Regions from separate parts of the Gossypium hirsutum genome. Here region 2 is linked to region 1. Evidence: chromatin contacts called from public Hi-C data. All regions are on one chromosome and are shown on one strand. The core of a region is the stretch at or near the end of the contact, and the rest is flanking DNA. Distances in the headings are between cores, read along the strand shown.

Region 1 (5,662 bases), core at 44-2,543:
ATTTAATTTCTTTTTATGTCTCAATCTTTCCGTGCAGGTGAACTCTAGTACGAACCTAAGATCGAGAAAACTGCTCGAAGACTAAAGAAAAAAGTTAAACCGCATTGTAACCAATTGTCTTCATCTACCATCCTGGATACTACACTTGATTCAGGTGATTCATCTAATGCATCGGAAACAAAAGAAGAGATGGCTAATTAAGAAAGAACCATGAGAGAGTTAGTCCTGCTGGATCTAAATCAACAACTGATTTGCATCGAGTACCCTGAATTAGAGATATTTTTTGAATTAAAATTTAGAATAATTCATTTGTTCTATACTTTTTGTGGTCTAGAAAATAAGGATCCACCTGAAAGAATTCCATCCTGTGTGTTCTACTATGAGATCTCAAAGAGTATATGAAGAACAATTCAAACTAAGAACCTTTACTTTTTTGCTTGTGGTTACAACAAAGGACTTATTATTTTATTTACCTTTTGGATCTATAACCACATGAACAGGCATGATATATTTTTAGATAGTTTTTTTCTACTTCACGGGCTACTTCTATTAAGGATATTTATAGCATCAAATGGAAACACATGGAAGCCCTTTATTAGTATTGGGAGAAATTAAAACAATTTTGTGCTAGTTACCCTCAACATGAAATTTCGGAACAATTACTCATCTAATGTTTTTTTGAATGACTTACCTATGGAAAGAAAGATTTTTTCTTGAAAATGGAATTTCTGAACTAACCTCTCTTATTTCATAAAATTGTTGTAAGGAACATACAATAGGTGAAAGCTTCGTGGATTTGTGCTAATTTCAGTCACCAAATTGACATGTACCCGACATTCCAAGAAGATTCAAGAGAGCATGTTAATGCAATTGGAGGATTTCTCGGTTCGTCTCAGAGGAGGTATGATCCCTTATAAATACTTGCAATCTTGAATGGGGGGATCATCCAAATTTTAGTTATGCAGCAAGACCACAAAATATTCAAAATTCTCAACCAAGGCCACATGCTCTCACACAACTATCTTCTTTTACTTAAAGTATGTCTTTGAAGGAATTATTAAATCTCTAGTAACTAACCCACAACAATTGTAACAGGAAAAAAGATCGAGCAGTAAAAATCTAGATAAATAGGTTATCTCTCACTCGACTTCCCCTTGTTTCCACAGATGCTTTGAGAGACCAAGAAGCAATTTAGGTAATAGTTATTGAACGGCCCCATCTCATACCCTTGAACCACTAACTTCTCGGGCTCTCAATAATTATATTGTTTTCATAAGCGAAGCCCTTCAACGGCCCAGACTTGGTGTTAACCCCCTAGCCGAACAAACCATATTTATCAGTGTTGGCACAGCTGTCCTCCACAGCCTTGTCAAGGCCATCGTTTCCCCTATCTGGCCTGGGCACTATCCACGTCACGGTTCCCAAGCAACGAGTTCTCACGCTTTCACTCCATCGTCATCTTTCTGGATGAACAACACTTGTATTGAGATGTTTTAAGCATGGTTTTGGCGGTTCCCTGTTTCTGGTTGTTAAGATTCATACCAGTATTTTGTATCAGGTGCTCATTTGCGTTAATAAAATGGATACAACCGCTGTTATCTTCTTCGCTTTAACTAAAATATCGACTTAATCATTGGATACAACTGCACCTTTGGGACGCAAAAATCGGTCCATTTCCAAAAGAATGACAAAATGGATCAATTAGGGATTCTTCAGCTTTACTGTGCGCATTCTTAGAACTGTAGAGAACTGTCTCTTACTTGATAGAACAAGCTCATGAAGCCTGACGCAGGTTAATTTCCTTGGACTGTTTGTATTAAGAATTTAAGCGATGATGGTTTGTTGAACTCTTAACATTAGTACGGTAGAATTAAACTTCATAGATCAAACTCATGATGCTTGCACAGTATCCCAAGGTTAACATTTAAATCAACATGTGATTAAGTTGTCTTAGAAACCATGATTTTCCCTTCCTTCATTAAGGAATAAAGAAAGCTGCCTCTTGCATGTATTGGAATGCTTTTTTTAATGTAAATAATGGATCATTGACTTTTTATTGCTTTTTTGTTTGTTTTTACCACTCTACTTTTCGGATTTTTAATAATCTTAAGAAAAATTTTATGGGAGATCAACAATGATCAACGACCATGACTTCCAAGACAAAGGACAGAGAGTCGGTAACTTTTTTTTAATTGTTTATGGCTTTGAATATATATTTGAGATTCTTCTTCTATGCAAAAATGGGCTTTGTAAAAAGAGATCTTAAAAGGGGGGGGGGACAAAAAGGCATTAAAGGAGGATTTGGATTCCTTGAAAGAGAAAAGCAAATGGATTTGTAAGGTTTTTCAGCAAAAGAGGGGTTTAATTTCCACATACATGATTGTAATTAAGGGGATTAATGTTGCACGTAAAAAGAGGCATTTGAAGGTGGAGTTGGAACAGTTTTGACTCATTGTTGAGAAAAAATATAAATAAAAAGGTTACACGCTTGGAAAGCAAAGCCCTAGGCGAAGGAACAGACAAAAAGGGTTCCAACCGAGGGCTAGATTTGGGGAGTTTCACTGAATTTGGAGTCCCAAGTTTGACATTTTACTCTGTGAACTCAACCCCCATTAAATTCATGGTACTCCACTTGCCACCCACTTACTAGACATTTTTTACCAAGTTCTTAAGTACGAGAAATTTTGATTCCAAGCACTCATGCTACAGGTTTTCAAAATGAAATTCAAACTTGACTTTAGTTCTCACTTAATTGCCATTACCGAAAAGCAAGAAAAATTGAGGAATTCTGCATAGTGTTTGGCTTTCCAAAGCCCACAAAATCAGAGGAAATTTTGAGTAATTACAATTGACTTTTGCCTCTCAAACATAGAGACTTGACTTTCAGCTTCTTATTAATTAACATAAAACCATGCAAAAAATGTTGGAAAATGACTACATAGAAACAAGTCATTTTTTTTTCCTAAAAAGATGAATTGAATTAACATATAGAAAGAGCCGATAGCAAAGGCAAACAAGTGGTCAGGTTTTATATACTAGTTATATCAGAATTTTCCTTTCTAACTCTAGACGATATGTATCGCAGTTGGGGCTTTATTTAATAAATATATAGAACTGGGGACGATAAAGCAATCATGCCTTGGGATTTTTAGCACTTCAGTTTGAGTCCATCACAATTCATGCCATGACAAGAAAATTAATTTAAATTATTTAAATTATTTAAATTATAAAGCTAATTAAAATTATTTAAATTAATTAAAATGATTTAAATGATTTTGAGCGGTGTATTTTTTTTATTCCACAAGCAAGTTTAAAAAATGTTTTGAAATTTTTTAAAATCCACAAGCTGGTTGAGGATCTGACAAGTGGCTCATTTATTTATATTGATTTTCGGCATCATATGCTTTGTACATGAATACACGTGTTTATATTTTTATTATTTAATGAAATATTTTTATTTTTATAATTGAAGATCAATTACTTTAACACTTATTATAAGTTTAGATGAAGGTAAAAGAACAATTCTCTCTTAAAATTTTATGTAAATATTTTAAAAATCTAATTTTGATAAGTTAAAATTATTTGGAGAATTGATATTTGAGTATGATTTAATTTTCATATTTAACATAATAATAGATAAAATTAATTATGAATTTATAGGTATTAAAAAGTATCAAATTAATTATTAATTTTTAAATTAAATGTTAAAACCTAATTTAATTTCTTTTACTTTAATGTTAAAAACTAATTTTTAACAATTTATGTTAAAAACTAATTTTTAACAATTTATATTTTAATCTGTTTTATTTAAAACCAAATAAAATGTTATTAATTAAAAAGTAAATTCAAATTGTATCAAATATACTTAAAGATTATCATAATATATTTTCCAATTTTATAATAGTTATTTTCACACAGGATATAACAATTGAGATTTAATCATTTAATTGTATTATAAAAATAATATGAAATAAATTAAAATATTAAAAACACTTTGAACTTCTTAAAAATGATTAAAATAAAAAATATTTAAATAATTTTTTCAAATCTAATTTTTTTAATTTCTTTTTTGGAATGAAAATGTGGCTAAGGAGCTTTAGACCTCCTCATTTATACATCAGCTAAAGCAACTCAGCATTACAAATATCATTCTGAAGCCGCCTTCATAGTTTAGGAACCAATTGATCATATAATTGTAGCCCATTATGCTCATTCCTTACCAATTTCGCCATAAAATCAATTACTTGATTGCAAACTCTTGGATTATGTCTAATTGTTACTTCTTTGTTTATGAAGCATATTCCCTATATGTCGCTCAAAAGAATATATATTAACAACCATTTTCTTATATGTTATCAATTGGGCAGCCTCATTACAATCAATTTCTAGCATAACCTTTCAAAGGCCTTTATTTCAAGTCACGTCTATCCATCTTAAATAGCTTATAGTTTCGAATTCGATTAAATTGCAATGCGCATCAAATTCATGGTGCAAAGTATAGAATCAAAATTATAAAAAAAAAATAAAAAAATAAAAATACTATCATTATAATATAACATTTATATGGATATAAAAACAAAGTTAAGAAAACAAAACCCATCATCCATCCTAAAAGGGATTTTGATAGTGGCACTAAAATGTTTCATCTTCAACCTTTAAAATTCATTTTATACTTGTGGAGTTGCATGAATAATATAGATATTTTTTAGACATTATTATTTGAAAAATATTAAATGTTGAATGTTATTTATATTGTTAAATCTTAATTTTAATTGATATATAATTGTAACATTAATTCAATAATAATTAATTAATTGATATACTCAATTGTGCAGTTCAAATGAAGAAAAACTCCACTATAAAAAATTAATTAATATCTAATTAATTTCACATGAATATACTATCATAATAATTAATTTTATTTTTATTTTTATCACATAATAATACTAATAAATTATTATTCTAATATCAATTTAGTAATATAATTAACAATAAAGGATATTCTCGTTAGTTTAAAAAAAATTCGAACTCGTGCTTTTATATATGTTATATATAATTTATTTTTTTATTTTTTTACTACATCCTATAAGACAAATGCCAAACCCTCAACCTACTTATGGAGTTAAAAAAAACTCCCCTTTAAAGTAATAGAATACTTTTGAGAGCATTTACTCAAACACTTGGTGGGCGTTATTGTGACCGTGAGAGAAAGGAAGAGACAAACAGAATGTCCAGATGGAGACCCATGAGAGTTGGTATCAGAGCTAAGGTTTGAAGGCACCGATTGATATGAAGAAAGTAATAGACATCAAATTGAGCCAATGAAAACTCGTGAGAGGGCCAAGAAAGCTAACCGATCGAGAGATACATTATCAACTTTGAAAAGTCAAGTGGTAAATCTCGAGGAACCTATGGGGGTACGAGGGAGACACTCAAGGTAGTCAAAAGATGCACTGCAAAGTTAGACTCAATGAAGAGCAACTTAGGGAATTTGTGTTGGAGTCTCTTAATTCAAATATGGAAATGATGTGAGGGATGCCCAACTCCACTTCAGATAAGTTGTCAATAATGGATGATGCTTTCGAAGTCATGGTGATGGCTTTGGATAAGGAAACAATGACCCCGATAAAGGCTTTAAACACAAGAATTAAGGAGCTTGAGG
Region 2 (6,207 bases), core at 1,455-3,954, 540 kb before region 1:
TAAAGTCCCGAGAGGTGTTGAAGAAGAAAAGTATAGACCTCATATTACGCCATTTATAGCTTCTTTTTCTTTTCTTTCAATATAAAATTTTACTTGTGTTTGCATCAGTAGCAAGTTTCTAGGTTTTTTCTTTTTTTGTATGAAAACGAACTATTATTATTAAATTATTAGATTAAATTCCGATGAATGACATGCCTTTGAGCGTCTTCCAACAATAAACGAAAAATACACTAGAAGGTTTAGAACACACAAAATAATTAATTAAAAGAGACAGTAATTTGAGAAGATTGAGGTTGATAGCTGCTTCCCAAAAAGACCCAAGTATCTGCGCATTTGTTCCGTGCACCAAAAACAAGCATCATAGAGTTAGAATTCATACAACAAAGGACTATTTTACACTCATCAATCAATAATAAGTTAGAATTTGAACAGGCTTTCATAAAATGTAACAATAACGTAATATCAGCTTTAATCTAAAAATTGTCGATCTTATAATCTCTAATTAATACCAGTTTATCTCTCAGTATCCAAAGTTTCACTTCTACACTAATTGTAATAGGTCTGTGACAGAAAGAACTAATCACCCCACAATCCCGATGATAACGAATAATTTTATCTGCACCTTTTTTTTCTAAATTCTCTAAAGATGATTCATCGGAACCAATAAAATCTGGAAGATTGAGATTCTTTACGGCAAGAAAAAGCAGAAAATTCTCCATAATAAAATTGACCACTTAATACACACATGCTGTAGCAGTCACTATAATTAAATTTAATTAGTACCATATATATTTTTAGTCTGTTGTGGAAGTAAGCACTAAAGTTTTTAGATATTTAAAGAAATATGTTCACTACTTGTTTCCAAATCTGTATATTTTAGTAAAAATGAAGTCTAACTTTAATTAATCTCAAATGCGTAACTTGAAACAATGACATCAATCAAATTTATTCTGTACTTAGTGTTTTGGAGGAGCATCTTAATTCGACAGAGAAATGAATTCTGGATCAACATTATATCACTATAAATGAATTGACAGCAATGACTTTGAATTATTAATTTTCATGAGGGAGTAAAGTGCAATTTTTAACTATTAAGTTTGGGATTAGTGAAACGAGAAGACCTTAATTATGAAAATAATACAAAATTCCAATTTAAAACAGTGACCCAAGGCCCAAAAGTCTTTGATCAAATAAGTGTGGAATTCAATAAAACAAGGTCAGACAGTAAAAGTGGATTTGGAATTTATAACAGGAATCGACCCTTTAACTGTGCATCTGGGCCGGGACTAGAGTTTGCTTATGGGGGAGTATGGATTATATATAGTATTTAAATCAACTTTTTAAGTTTGGTCTATTAGATCCAAAACATGGATTTAATTTTTTTTTTAAGTCTTCCTCAAGTTAAAAATTGTAAATTTAGATTCCACCCGAATTGTTAATATTTGATTTTTAGAATTATTTTATTTAAAAAATATAATGCACTAAAAAATTAAAATAAATATGTTCTAATATATTAAAAAATATTTATGTTAAAAATACTAACATAAATATAATAAATGTTTTATTGTATTAAATTTAATTTTTAAAATATTATATTTTGGGTTAAGTTATTTAATTGGGTAAGTCTTTTTAGATTTTGGATAAGAAATATAATTTTTATTAGGTCAGTGATTTAATATATATAATTTATTATTTAACATATATAATTAATATAATTAATTTTTATAATATAATATATTCAGATAATCTTAATTAAAGCTTGACCCATTTAAAAAACAAAACTTAAATTTTATCAAACCCTCTTATATTTATCCAAATTCTCTTATTGTTCCATCAAGTCTTCAAGTTTGCGTGATTCAAGCCATGAGCAGCTCTAGCTGGGACTTCAATCTTCGTAAAAAGACAAAGCAAAAATTACAGGAGAGGGGCTTTACTGCATATCCCTCGTCATACAAAAATGAGTTATAGGATCTCAGTTAAGCCCAACTCTGTTTGGAGGCATTCTTTGGGTTTCTAAAGGACCATATCCTCAAACTTCAAACTAAATTTTTTTAGGTTACACAGTTCAACCCTTAATTATTAAAAGAAAAAGTTATAAATGAATCAAAAGGGGTTTCCCAAATGAAAATACACTGAACTTGAAACTTGGAATTAAAGTTTGCTAACATAGTTGCTGACACAGTGATAATATATTTGTATTGTATGGCATCTTTTTTACTATCCATGCAAATAAAAAGAATGGAAGTTATTGAAAGGTTTGTTGTTTGGGTTAAAAAAACCTCATTAAATTCACCTAGAAAAGGAAAAGAGAACTTTAGCTCAAATCTACACTAAGAGAATTTCATGTTACAAGATTTTGGACACTTTTATCAAGAGAGTAGATTAGATGAAAGCTGACATTCAATAGATCATGATAATGCAATATTCTTATCCTCTATAATGAATGGCCCTTTTCCGTTTTGACAGCCTCCCAAGATTTTTCTTTTTCTCTACTTCTCTGATCTTATCTTCTTGAGTAATGTTTCATAGATGCAAATAAATGCATTTAGGTGGATGCTGATATGATCCACCCATTACTCCAAAAATAACATAAAAACTTTGTAAATTGTGGTGATAATTTCTATATGTACAAAAACCTAGAGCATAGTGAGGGAGAGGGGCATCTCTAATTTAATATTTGTATGTGGGGGGCCCAATCACTTAAAAAGAGTGGACCATGGAATCTGGTTCTGTAGGTTTGAATGGTTGGTGACACGACTCTAGTTGTTTCCACAGGGAAATTAAAGTCAGACCAAATTAAGGACCATTTTTCCTGCTCCTCTCTGCCTTTTTACCATTGCCTTTGAGTCTTTAAAACCGCCCCAGTTAAGCTCTGCTGGCCACTTGGACATGTGCTTTCCCTTTGAGGAATCCTCAATTATTAGGACAATAACCCTCTTGATTGCTGGTTGTTCTGATAAACATCACTAGCAAGGTCTCATTTAAGGAGAAAAAAACAATCCCAAAAAGGAAGATGGATAAAAAACTGTAGTAACTTTATTCCTGCTTATCTAAATATTTCTCTGATGGCGAAAGTATTGCAGCTACACATATTGAAAGTTTGCTAATTTTTAGCTCGTTGAGTTGCAGTTGAAGAAAGTAACTATTAATAGTAAAAATGGAGATGAATACTAAACTTTGTTTACGTAATAAATAATAAAAATAAGTTGTGATTTAAGTTCAACTCACTCGTCAAATTGCAACATCATTCTTATACTTTGAGCGAAATCAATCTCATACTACAACTTTCCACTTGAAAGCTTAGATGTAAACTGGTGAACACAAAATATTTTACTTAAAATTTAACAATTCCTAATTGAGCAAATAAAGTAATCTCACCTTCTTACTTAAATAAATTATCTATAAATATAGATAAAAGGCTTGTTCAATTACAATCAATATCAATAACTAATTCCACTCAAACTGAAACAGTCATTAAAATATTTCCAATAAAGTGTATATTCGGTAGAAATCTTCTTGCCATCAAATTCTTTGAAAAACAAATATTGTATTCAAGGGAACTTAGATTGTAATGAAAGATTGAATCCCTTGGCTTAATTTTTTCATGTAAAGACTTCACTAATGAGTTGTTAAAAGTCTTCAAAAATCAATAATTAAAGGTTGAAACAGTAAATCATACTTTGAACACTAAAGATATATAATTTTATTCAATGTACCTACTAATGTTCAATATGCATAGTACATGACTTTAGTTAGTGTAATCATATAGTAAATCCATTAATCTTTTATGCGGTAATGAAGGTAAAAAAATTTCAACAATTGAGTATTCCTTAAATTACATTAGGCGTTGCAGCTAACAATTATAATTGGCATAAATTCATACACCACAATCAGTCGAAATTTAAACAGCATTCATCACTATCATATATAGTTGGCATTTTGCAAGTCTACAAAGCTGACATAAACAGAAAAAAGAAACTTGAATCAAAGCTAGATTCCATTCCAGAAAGCTAGAATTTTCATATAAAAGAACATGACTTTTAATATTTGTACTTAAAACATGCAACAAAGTTTGGGGGGTGGAGTGACGCGGTGAGTGGAAGACTATTTAGTATTGCAAGTGATAATAACAGAAGTTGAAATTTACAAAATAGTTTCCTAAGAGTATTTCTTCTAAAAAGAAGGTTTGGAAGATGAAAATAAATAAATAAATAAATAAAGGAAGTTTAGCACGAATAACACATTGTGAGGTGTCTCCTGTCATTCTGAATGCAAAGGGTATAAAGTTGTAATGAAAATGATTAAGGGTTGGAATGGAAGAAATGGTCAAAATGTAGTTTCAATGGTAGAGCATTACTTGAACTTTATTGTGTCAAATTGTGCACAAATGCGCGTGCTTCTTTGATGATGACATGATTGTCAGGACATTCCTCAAGTTGTTTTGGACTCTAATTCTTTGCTCTGTTTAGTTTTAGGGTCATAATTTGATTCATATTCATCACTCCACTCTTGTCACGCTGGGATCAAACTTTTTATTTGGTTTGAAATAGTTTAAATTTGATGCCTCCTTATCTATGATTGAATTATTATATGAAGGATTAAGATGAGTCGCAAAGCATAAAGGACAAAATATCACATCTCTAAACCAGTATTTCAATTGCATTCATTAATCATCTTCTATATTTAACCAAAATCCTTACTCAATGCCAAAAACAAAAAGAGATGAATGTATGCAAAGACTAACTTTATTATAGTCGAGTTAGTAGAAGAAAATTAGAACATGACTTGATGGCCTTGCCTTGCCGTATATTATTGCTTTTCAGACACCACGTGGAAGCAGAGAATTATGATTAAGAGGATGATAATGGCCCCTACCTACCCTTATATTTAACATTTAATTATTATTTTTTTTTTATAGAAATGGCCCGTCCCAACCTTCCCAAAATCCATTTCCAAATCCCTTAATTTTTGTCTGGACATAAAATAGGCTGATTAAAGGACTCTATTTGAATGGTAGGCTTCAATGTATTTATCACCCCCCCCCCCTCTCCTACATTAACCTATTGATATTCAGTTTGATTTATGAAACCAAAATAATCATAATTTTCTTTATCAAAGCTGATCCGAATCACCCCTTCTACTAACTATCTTAAACATTAATAAAGTCATGAGGGTCATTGCTTGGGTTGTAAAACAAGGAAGGGAATGGATAACTTTTTTATCAGCCCTTTCTGGAATTCCTCCTTGCATTCAAAACCATTAAAGTATTTCCCATTCAAATGTTATTTTATTCTCTGCAATATAAATAAATAAATAAATATGTTGATGTTTACTTACAGAGAAAGTATAGAGATTGGAATCTTTCAAGTATATAATAAACAAGTTACCTAGTCAACTGTGAGGTGACAAATGTGAGGCAGACACATGGCAAATCTGACTGCAGTGTGTGTATGCATCATATTCATCGCTGCCCACGTAGTCTGGTTTTTGTGTAAATGGAAAATCCAAAGCCTTGAATCATATGGAGTGGAGTATTATTTACTGCTCATAACTAACTCTGATCAGAAAATCACTTGAGGGAAGAAATTTAAAGATAGGGCAAAGGAAACGTGACTAGTGGTTGAAAAATCTTCCATGATATGCCTTTCTTAATTACCTCCATTTTTATCATTATTAATTTCGTGCTACTGCTATAACAATAACATTGGTTGATGATGATAATTATAAAATTAAAACTATACCATCTAAAATCAGTTTTCGTTCATCATCATCATCACCCCTTTGCCATGCACCACATCATCATAATTAAGTTCACAATCCTTAAACCATCAATCTATGTTGTAAATATGTAGACATCCTCAAGGAAAATGGTGTCCTAACCCCACAAAAATGTCCCCACCCTCCTAATTCACCACGTCAAAGGCTTCACCCCTTTTTATTCTTTTCTTGGCCAACGGAGCTAATCAAACACCAAAACCAACCCACAAGCTGAGTCCTCATCAGAGACACACACCCCACAAGCGCCGAGGTCGCCAACTCTTTATTACTCCTCAACATCTACCACCACCCTCAGCAGGAGGAGGAAATGGTGCTTTCTTACAAAGAATGCCTCAAAAACCATGCAGCTAGCTTGGGTGGACATGCCCTGGATGGTTGTGGAGAGTTCATGCCTACCCCTTCTGCTACCCCAACTGACCCTGCCTCCTT

What was found. A called contact is a pair of places that touch in the nucleus more often than the background predicts.
Region 2: a contact with region 1 is called in a Hi-C map of leaf, with 4 times the contacts expected there. The contact joins two enhancer-like sites. A contact is called at or near these places in 2 of 34 Hi-C or Micro-C datasets (callus and leaf).

The regions. Positions count from the first base shown.
Region 1 is chrA03:65,517,437-65,523,098 of Gossypium_hirsutum_v2.1, reverse strand. No RefSeq gene overlaps it. Among protein-coding and RNA genes, the nearest start is that of LOC107888167, 47 kb to the right of the region's middle. Within about 2 kb of position 1,293, at least 2 of the 9 cell types and tissues checked have an H3K27ac peak or open chromatin away from gene starts, as enhancers often do.
Region 2 is chrA03:66,055,853-66,062,059 of Gossypium_hirsutum_v2.1, reverse strand. It overlaps LOC107887425 (zinc-finger homeodomain protein 11), which reads left to right and starts at 5,624. Exons shown (of 1, transcript XM_016811663.2): 1 at 5,624-6,207. The coding sequence starts at 6,086. Within about 2 kb of position 2,704, at least 3 of the 9 cell types and tissues checked have an H3K27ac peak or open chromatin away from gene starts, as enhancers often do.